2 separate regions of the Triticum aestivum genome follow, and region 1 is linked to region 2. The links are chromatin contacts, called in public Hi-C maps. All regions are on one chromosome and are shown on one strand. Each heading gives the region's core, a stretch centred on a gene start, on an enhancer-like site or on the middle of the called end of the contact. The rest is flanking DNA. Distances are from core to core; before and after follow the strand shown. Region 1 holds the start of LOC123161288. Region 2 has its middle 28 kb from the start of LOC123162197.

Evidence for each region. Hi-C and Micro-C count contacts between places; a contact is called where the count stands out from the background.
Region 1: a contact with region 2 is called in a Hi-C map of leaf, with 10 times the contacts expected there. The contact joins the promoter of LOC123161288 here to the enhancer-like site in region 2. A contact is called at or near these places in 2 of 5 Hi-C or Micro-C datasets (both in leaf).

The regions. Positions count from the first base shown.
Region 1 is chr7B:214,074,517-214,078,097 of IWGSC CS RefSeq v2.1, reverse strand. LOC123161288 reads right to left here and starts at 2,157. Exons shown (of 1, transcript XM_044579135.1): 1 at 1,251-2,157. The coding sequence starts at 2,012. The coding sequence ends at 1,533.
Region 2 is chr7B:213,720,533-213,723,727 of IWGSC CS RefSeq v2.1, reverse strand. No RefSeq gene overlaps it. Among protein-coding and RNA genes, the nearest start is that of LOC123162197, 28 kb to the left of the region's middle. Within about 2 kb of position 1,752, at least 3 of the 8 cell types and tissues checked have an H3K27ac peak or open chromatin away from gene starts, as enhancers often do. A contact at or near this core is called in leaf, where this site is marked.

The DNA.
Region 1 (3,581 bases), core at 908-3,407, 350 kb before region 2:
CTGCTGGTGAGGCTGGCAGGCAGGCAGGCAGCTCATGATTGCAGCAGGAACCGAGACGGGATTCAGATTCCCCGGTTGCTTGCTTGGCTTCCTTTCTTCGCTTCACCGCGTCCTCCCCCTACCCACTTCCACTTTGACGATCCCCGGCACATGCGCCTGTCTGTCTCTGCACGAATCCCTCCACCTCCCTCCCCTACCTCTCTTGGCCTGGCCATGGCCGTGCTGTGCATGCCACCGCATTGCCCAGCTTAATAAGTACTCCACCAACGTACGACCACGCATCCTGTACGCCTGCCTGCTCCGCCTCGCCTCGCCTCTCTCTCTCTCCCTCTCACGCATAATAATGCTTTGCTAAAACAAGGCAGGGAGGGGGCGAGACCTATTCCTGCGTTCTGTAACTGCAAAATGTAACAGCCAGCCCGTGTGATGTGAGTGAGTCAAGCCAGGAAACTTTCAGCCTCCGCTTCTTTCTCCTTCCCACTTACTCAGTCAGGATCCATCCATGGCTCGTCAAACACGCAACGCACCGCCCCTTCCTTCCGCTTCCCTTCTCCCATGGATCTCAACACCTCCATGCACAACAATCCCAACCGACGCCCAGTTAACTGAACAACACCAGATTTGCAGCACTGAAACTGACCAATGCCGTACAGGCAGCTGCCATCAACAGCAAACAGGCAGCTGCAGCTGGGGATTTTTTTTTTGCAGGAAAAACCTATGTCATGTTGTTCTCATGAATAGAAGATTCTCTGCTGCAAATCTTCCTCTTCATTCTCGCCAGTGCTGTGCTGGGACAAAACAACCAAAAGTACATCCCAACCCATACCCTCCACCTGACCGATTTTCTTCTGCTCGCCGCTGCATACATGCTACTCCTACATACTCCTACTTCTCCCTTCGTGGATGCACCAATAATTCGAAGGGAAAAAAAATCATTTTTTCTTCCTCCACACAATGGGCAGTTCGATCAACAGCTTAAAGCCATTAACTTGAGCGAATTCAGTTAAACTGATCAAAAATCTTTCCTTGTTCTTCAGGCCCAGAGGAGTTAATTGGCACCACCGAAAGTGTCTGCCTTTTGTCAGACTGCCAACATGTGTAGAATTCGAGATGCGACAGGCACAAGAATCGAAGAGATTTAAACGGAAAACCGGAAATAAAGAACATCAGAGTGTACTTCAGACGATTTTTCAGAACTGTTAGCTGCAATAGTCGGTAATTAACAGGAAATTCTCTTACAACTCCTGTTCTTTTCCCCAATCATCATCCCTATATTATATAAATACCAACCTTTTCAATTCTAGTACAATTTCTCCTTCACACAAACCCACTAAAAATCAGAAAGACAGAGAAAATGGCAAAATAACGCGTTAATTATTTGCACTAGAGATTATACTATATCATGGCCGTGGAAACCAAGAAGCCGCCGCAAGAAAGAGAAAGAAAGAAAGAAGAGGAACGCAAGAACTCCAAGAATTCGCCGATAAATGAACAATTGCACCATGGAGCCCATAAATTACGGCCAGCCGGGGCTACAGCGCCGATCCATGGCCCCACGCGGTCCCGCACCTCGGGCGGAAGGCGACTAGGCATGGCGGAGCGCGGATCCGCTTCTTGGGCGGCAGGGCCATGAACACGGCGGAGAGGTCGCCCGGGACGTCGAAGAAGCGCAGCGGCCGCTTCGGCGATGGCCTCGTACCGACCAAAGCCACGGGCTTCCTCGGCGCGCCGGGGCACTCGGTCGGCGGCCGGAGCTTGCTCTCCTCCGAAGTCGGTGTCCTGGGCTCCTCCTCCTCCTCCTCCTCCTCCTCCTCTTCGTCCGCCACCGCAGCCGGCGTCCGGGACTCCGCCACCACCTCTTCCTCCGCCGCCACGGGAGCCGGCAGGGGCTCCGCTTCCGGCACCGTCGTCGTCGAGGCCGATGCGTGGTCAGGCGTAGGATCGGCCACCGCCGCCCTCTTCCTGATCGGCGGCAGCGCCGGCAGGACGTCGCCCGCGGGTGTAGAGGTCATCCCTTGGCGCGGTAAATTGCGGGTGTGGGTCGAGATGGTTGGGTGCGGGAGAGGAGAAGAGGCCGGCGGGTGGAAACTTGGGTTGGGGAAGGGGAGGAGGAGAGATCAAGGAAGGAGAGGGAGAGCGAATAGGATCCCAAGGCGGTCGCGCCAAGGCTGTTAAATAGTCGCCCGGAGAGAGAAAGAGATAAACGGCTTTGGGTGGGGTAAGTTGAATTAAATCCTTTGCCTTTTTCCTGCAAGAGTTGAAGAAAATATGAGATTAATTGGTTTTAATTACCCACCGTCGGATCAGGCGTTGTCTTTCTTTTCTTGAGTTGGAGACGCTGCCTTTCGGTGTTCCAGATATCACTTGGATACAGGGCTCTTTATTTTATTTATTTAAGTATTCTTTATTTAAATAAAAGGGGCATTTGTGTACTTTGAATAGATTTTTTTAGTTGCCTGGATTGTTTGCAAATGTCTTTCTCAAACTCGTAGATTATCAGATGAAGGATAATATACATGCAACTAAAATCTTTGTAAACTTCATCCACCTGAAGTTGTACGTTATTTCGACCAAAGATATAAATTTCAGAATGTAATTTTTGTACTTGCAAAAAGAAAATAAGCTTGTAGTTTATGAATGGAGTGGGGGGTGTCCAAATAAAACCAACACCAGTTTGATGGATGGGCATAGCTCCTGCATGAGTGAAGAATTTGTCTTTAGATGCGAGAGGAATTAAGATTAGATGCACATTGTGCTATATAATATACTTCCCCCGTCTCAAAATTCTTGTTTTAAATTTGCCTAGATACATTACTAAAACGTGACATGATACATCCGTTTTTAAACAAATCTAAGACAACAATTTTAGGACGGAGGGAGTATGTTCCTAGATGCGTATTGGCGCGGTCGTCTAACCACAGTTTTGGCCATTAACTTGTATCACAACATGTCTGAAAAAAGAAATACTTTCAGAAAAAATTAGATGCATGATATATTCAAGTATTTAATTAAACACCCGCAAAAAGGTACTTAATTAAGTATTTGTAAAGACAATGGCAGAAAAGAAATTGCATGCCGACTCCTCGGCCGGAAGGAAAACTTCCCAACTGTAACATCTCCACTAGAAAAAACTTGTAATCCCTGACAATAGATTGCTACATATACAGATACATGTGTACTCCTAGACACTACATGGGGTTCTACCAGTACTAGTTATTTTCCATCGAGGCATGAACTTTGCCAAACCCTCGTGCGTAGCATCTTTGGCGCGAAGGGAACCGGTGCCCAGAACACAATTGTGGTGAACCCAATGATTTGAAGCTACTAGTAGAGAAAAAGGAAACATGCATACTGGATGGGAGCAAGCAAGGCATGTATGTAGGGAAGGCAATGATGGTGTGAGCAAGTGAGAATAAACACTTCCGGAGGAGATCCAGACCGTGCATTGCATGCATGCGCGACGCAAGGCAAAGGTACGACCAATTCCATTAGATTACCACCCACCTCCGGCTGGCCTCCGGGAGAGGTGGTGGACATGAGTGTGGCAAGGACGCATCCATCGACCGACAGCTCGGGAGATG
Region 2 (3,195 bases), core at 503-3,002:
TTATACACAAATTACCGGGAGTACATTCTTCAATAACTTTTTTTTGGGGGGGGTTTGTGGTGTTTGCACGTGAGATAAAAAAAATTGTGATGCTTATATTACCATGCTATCCACATGGAGGTTTCTGGGGTGTGAACTTCTTTTCTTTGGGCTAAAGTTTTCATGATGATGGTACATAAGTTATCAAGTCTACGATCATAAATTATCATTTCATTCATAAAACAATTACCGGGTTATATTTCAACAACTTGTTTCTGCTTTCGCAAAAAAATTCTCGCAACAAAGAAAAAAAGTGATGAAAATAGATTTTTTTTTTGTCGAAAAAAGAGTAAATGGCAAGAGCCACCAAAAATGGGAGAAAATCTAGGCTGCTCCAAACATTACCATTCTATTTTGTAGCACTAGTTAAGTCAAGTAAAGAAATTGACATGCATAGAAACCGGTCAAATAGCTTCATTTGGTGGGATGGTTTGGGCAGTGCTACCTAGTTTGATGGGTCGCAAGTTCAATTCACTCTCCTCACAAATTATTTTTCTCGATCCCTTGTTTTCTAGCGGTGGCCATCAATCACAAGAAAAAATCGACATAAGAGGACGTGCGGGAGATCGTGGAATTAGTGGGGAGGTGGGCCTCGCGAATTAATTTAGATCACGATTAGTGCGGAGGTGGTCTTTTTTTTTGAGGGAAAAGCCATCATGGCGGTTCATATTTCATGTGAAAACAGCGATATATCGTTTGCCAATACATCTAGCAGAAAATCCGGAGGCACTGATTTCCACATAATAGTTCTAGACATCTCGGAATTCCTAGCCAACAAATCTGCCGCCATATTAGCTTCCCTAGGACAATGAGAAAAAATTATAGAAATAAAATTACGAGCTAAGAAAGAGCATTCTTCATAAATTGCTGCTGCCGGTCCAAGCGAATTTCCTCCGTTTTGCATGATTTCAGTGACTTCCATGCAATCACCTTCTACACATATCTTGTTGCATCCAGTTTCACTTGCGAGGAGAAGTCCATCTCTTAAGCCTCGTGCTTCCGCCGTAGCCGCTTCTTCAACAAAAGGAATATTGCTGCAAGATGCCGCCACAAATAAACCGGAGTGGTCTCGAAGTATAGCACCTGTAGCGCCAGTGCCACTGTCAATGTCGAAACTCGCGTCCACATTCAGCTTGATTGTGCCCTCTGGTGGTTTCTCCCAGCCATGTCTCCTTTAAATCACAAGATTAGCGTGGGAGGTGCGCAATCAACAATCCAGCATGCATGCATGGGCTAGGAGAGGTTAAGGCCTAAATTAGTGGAAGCCGTTACTAGTGTCTTCAGTGCGTGCGTTTTTTTTTCAGAAGACCATTTAAACTAGACTAGAAAAAGATCTTAGCCTGCTTTAGGACAGACAAAAGAGCTAGTTCAGCTGGTCGGCAGCCTGCACGTGAAGTTAGAGGTTGTGTGCTTGATACCCACTCAGTGCATAATTTTTTCGATGGAGCAGGAGAATGACGTGGGTTCGCTGGTAATCGTGGGATCTAGATCCAACGACGGACGGGTCGTTCGGATCTGTTGGCGAATTTCCAGTCGACTGGAAATTAGCTTTCTCGTTTTCTAAAAGAATGAATGGAAGTAAAACCGTTCCTAACTAATTAATTATGGAAAATGTTTAAGTCAACCGGCTGATAACAGCGCGGCGTAAACCTCCTTCAACGTCTGCCACGCATCCCGGTAGGACCCGCACACCGCTTCTCCATCCTCAGCGTTATCCCCACGCGAGCTCAGCCACACAAAGAAAATCCAACTGGTCCGTTGACCGTCGCTCCTGTGAGATCTAGGTAGCTCGTTTTCCTCCCTCCGGCCAATGCTCTCCTCCGTCGCCCGCCCATATTTTTCACCGGTGAATCGAAGCAGCAGCCGAGCGCGGAATCGTGTGTGGGAGGCGCCGCTGTTGGCCTCTTTTTTTGAAGGAGATGTTGCAGACGCGATGCTGCCATCGTGGAGATGAGGCAAACTCACCGGCACTGGATGGCCAGCCAGAGACACTGCAGACGCGATGCTGCCGGAAGGGCTCGTCGCCGACGTTGCAGCACCGACAGCTTGGGGGGAGGGGGCGCTGCTCGCGTGCTACAATGGGCATCTAGGAGATGACGCCCGCTGCAAGCCCGCCCGTTGACGCTGGTGCAAGGGGATCACCGACGTTAAAATGGGGGTCGCGCGGAGGGTCGCGCAGTGGCGCTGCAATGGAGCGCTCGCTGGCGGCTCCCGGTGCTGCGATGCAGCGCTCGCGGGCGGCCCGGAGCTGCGATGGAGCCTCATCGGCGGCTCCCAGTGCTGCAATGAAGCACTCGCCGGTGGCCCGGATTTGCCATGAAACCTCAGTGCTGCAAAGGAGCTTCGTCGACGGCTTCGGGTGCTGTGATGCAACACTCGCGGGCGGCCCCGGAGCTGTGATGTAGCGCTCGGTGTTGCAATGGAGCGTCGCCGGAGTTGTTGGAGCTCTGTCGCGGCTGCAATGGAGCTTCGTCAGCGGTCATCAACGGTGCTACATCAAAGTTCTTTTCGCGTCGCGGTGCAGCACCGCCGTCCGAGGCTTGTCGTCGGTCTGCAACTGACCACCTATCGCATCATCGCTGTCAGGGGCGTTGAGCTCTGTCGGTACTGCACCGGGCCACCGGAGCTCCGTCGGTGCGCATCGGGACGTCGATGCTCAGCTGGTGCTGCAAGGGTGCGGTGCTGAAGGCTGGCCGGCGAGCTGCAGCAGCCGATGAAGCAGAGGAGGCTCGCCGGAGTTGCGATGAAGCATTGGCGGGGCCGCCGGAGTTGAAGTGAAGCGCGCGTGGTTACAATGAATCGTCGGCGGAGCTGCAACGAAGCGTCGCCGGAGTTGCAACGGAGCGCGCCGGAGATTCAATGAAGCGTCTCAGGGGCGTTGAAGCTTTGCTGGCGCTGCAATGGAGCGCCGCCTGGCGTCGTCGATGCTACCATGGCAGCTGCCACAGCGGAGGACTTCAGAGAGAAGCGGGTTGTCGAAATGAACGGGTTCAGAGGAGAGAAAACACAAGCTGGTTGAGAGAAGACACGAGCTGGTTCGTCAGATCGAACGGTCACATGCGCCAAATCAGGAGGCTACCTAGGCGGATGATTTTCTAGAAAATCATCCGGCTTATTTGTAGCAGCCCCCTTACTTAATATAAGTTTGAAGTAATA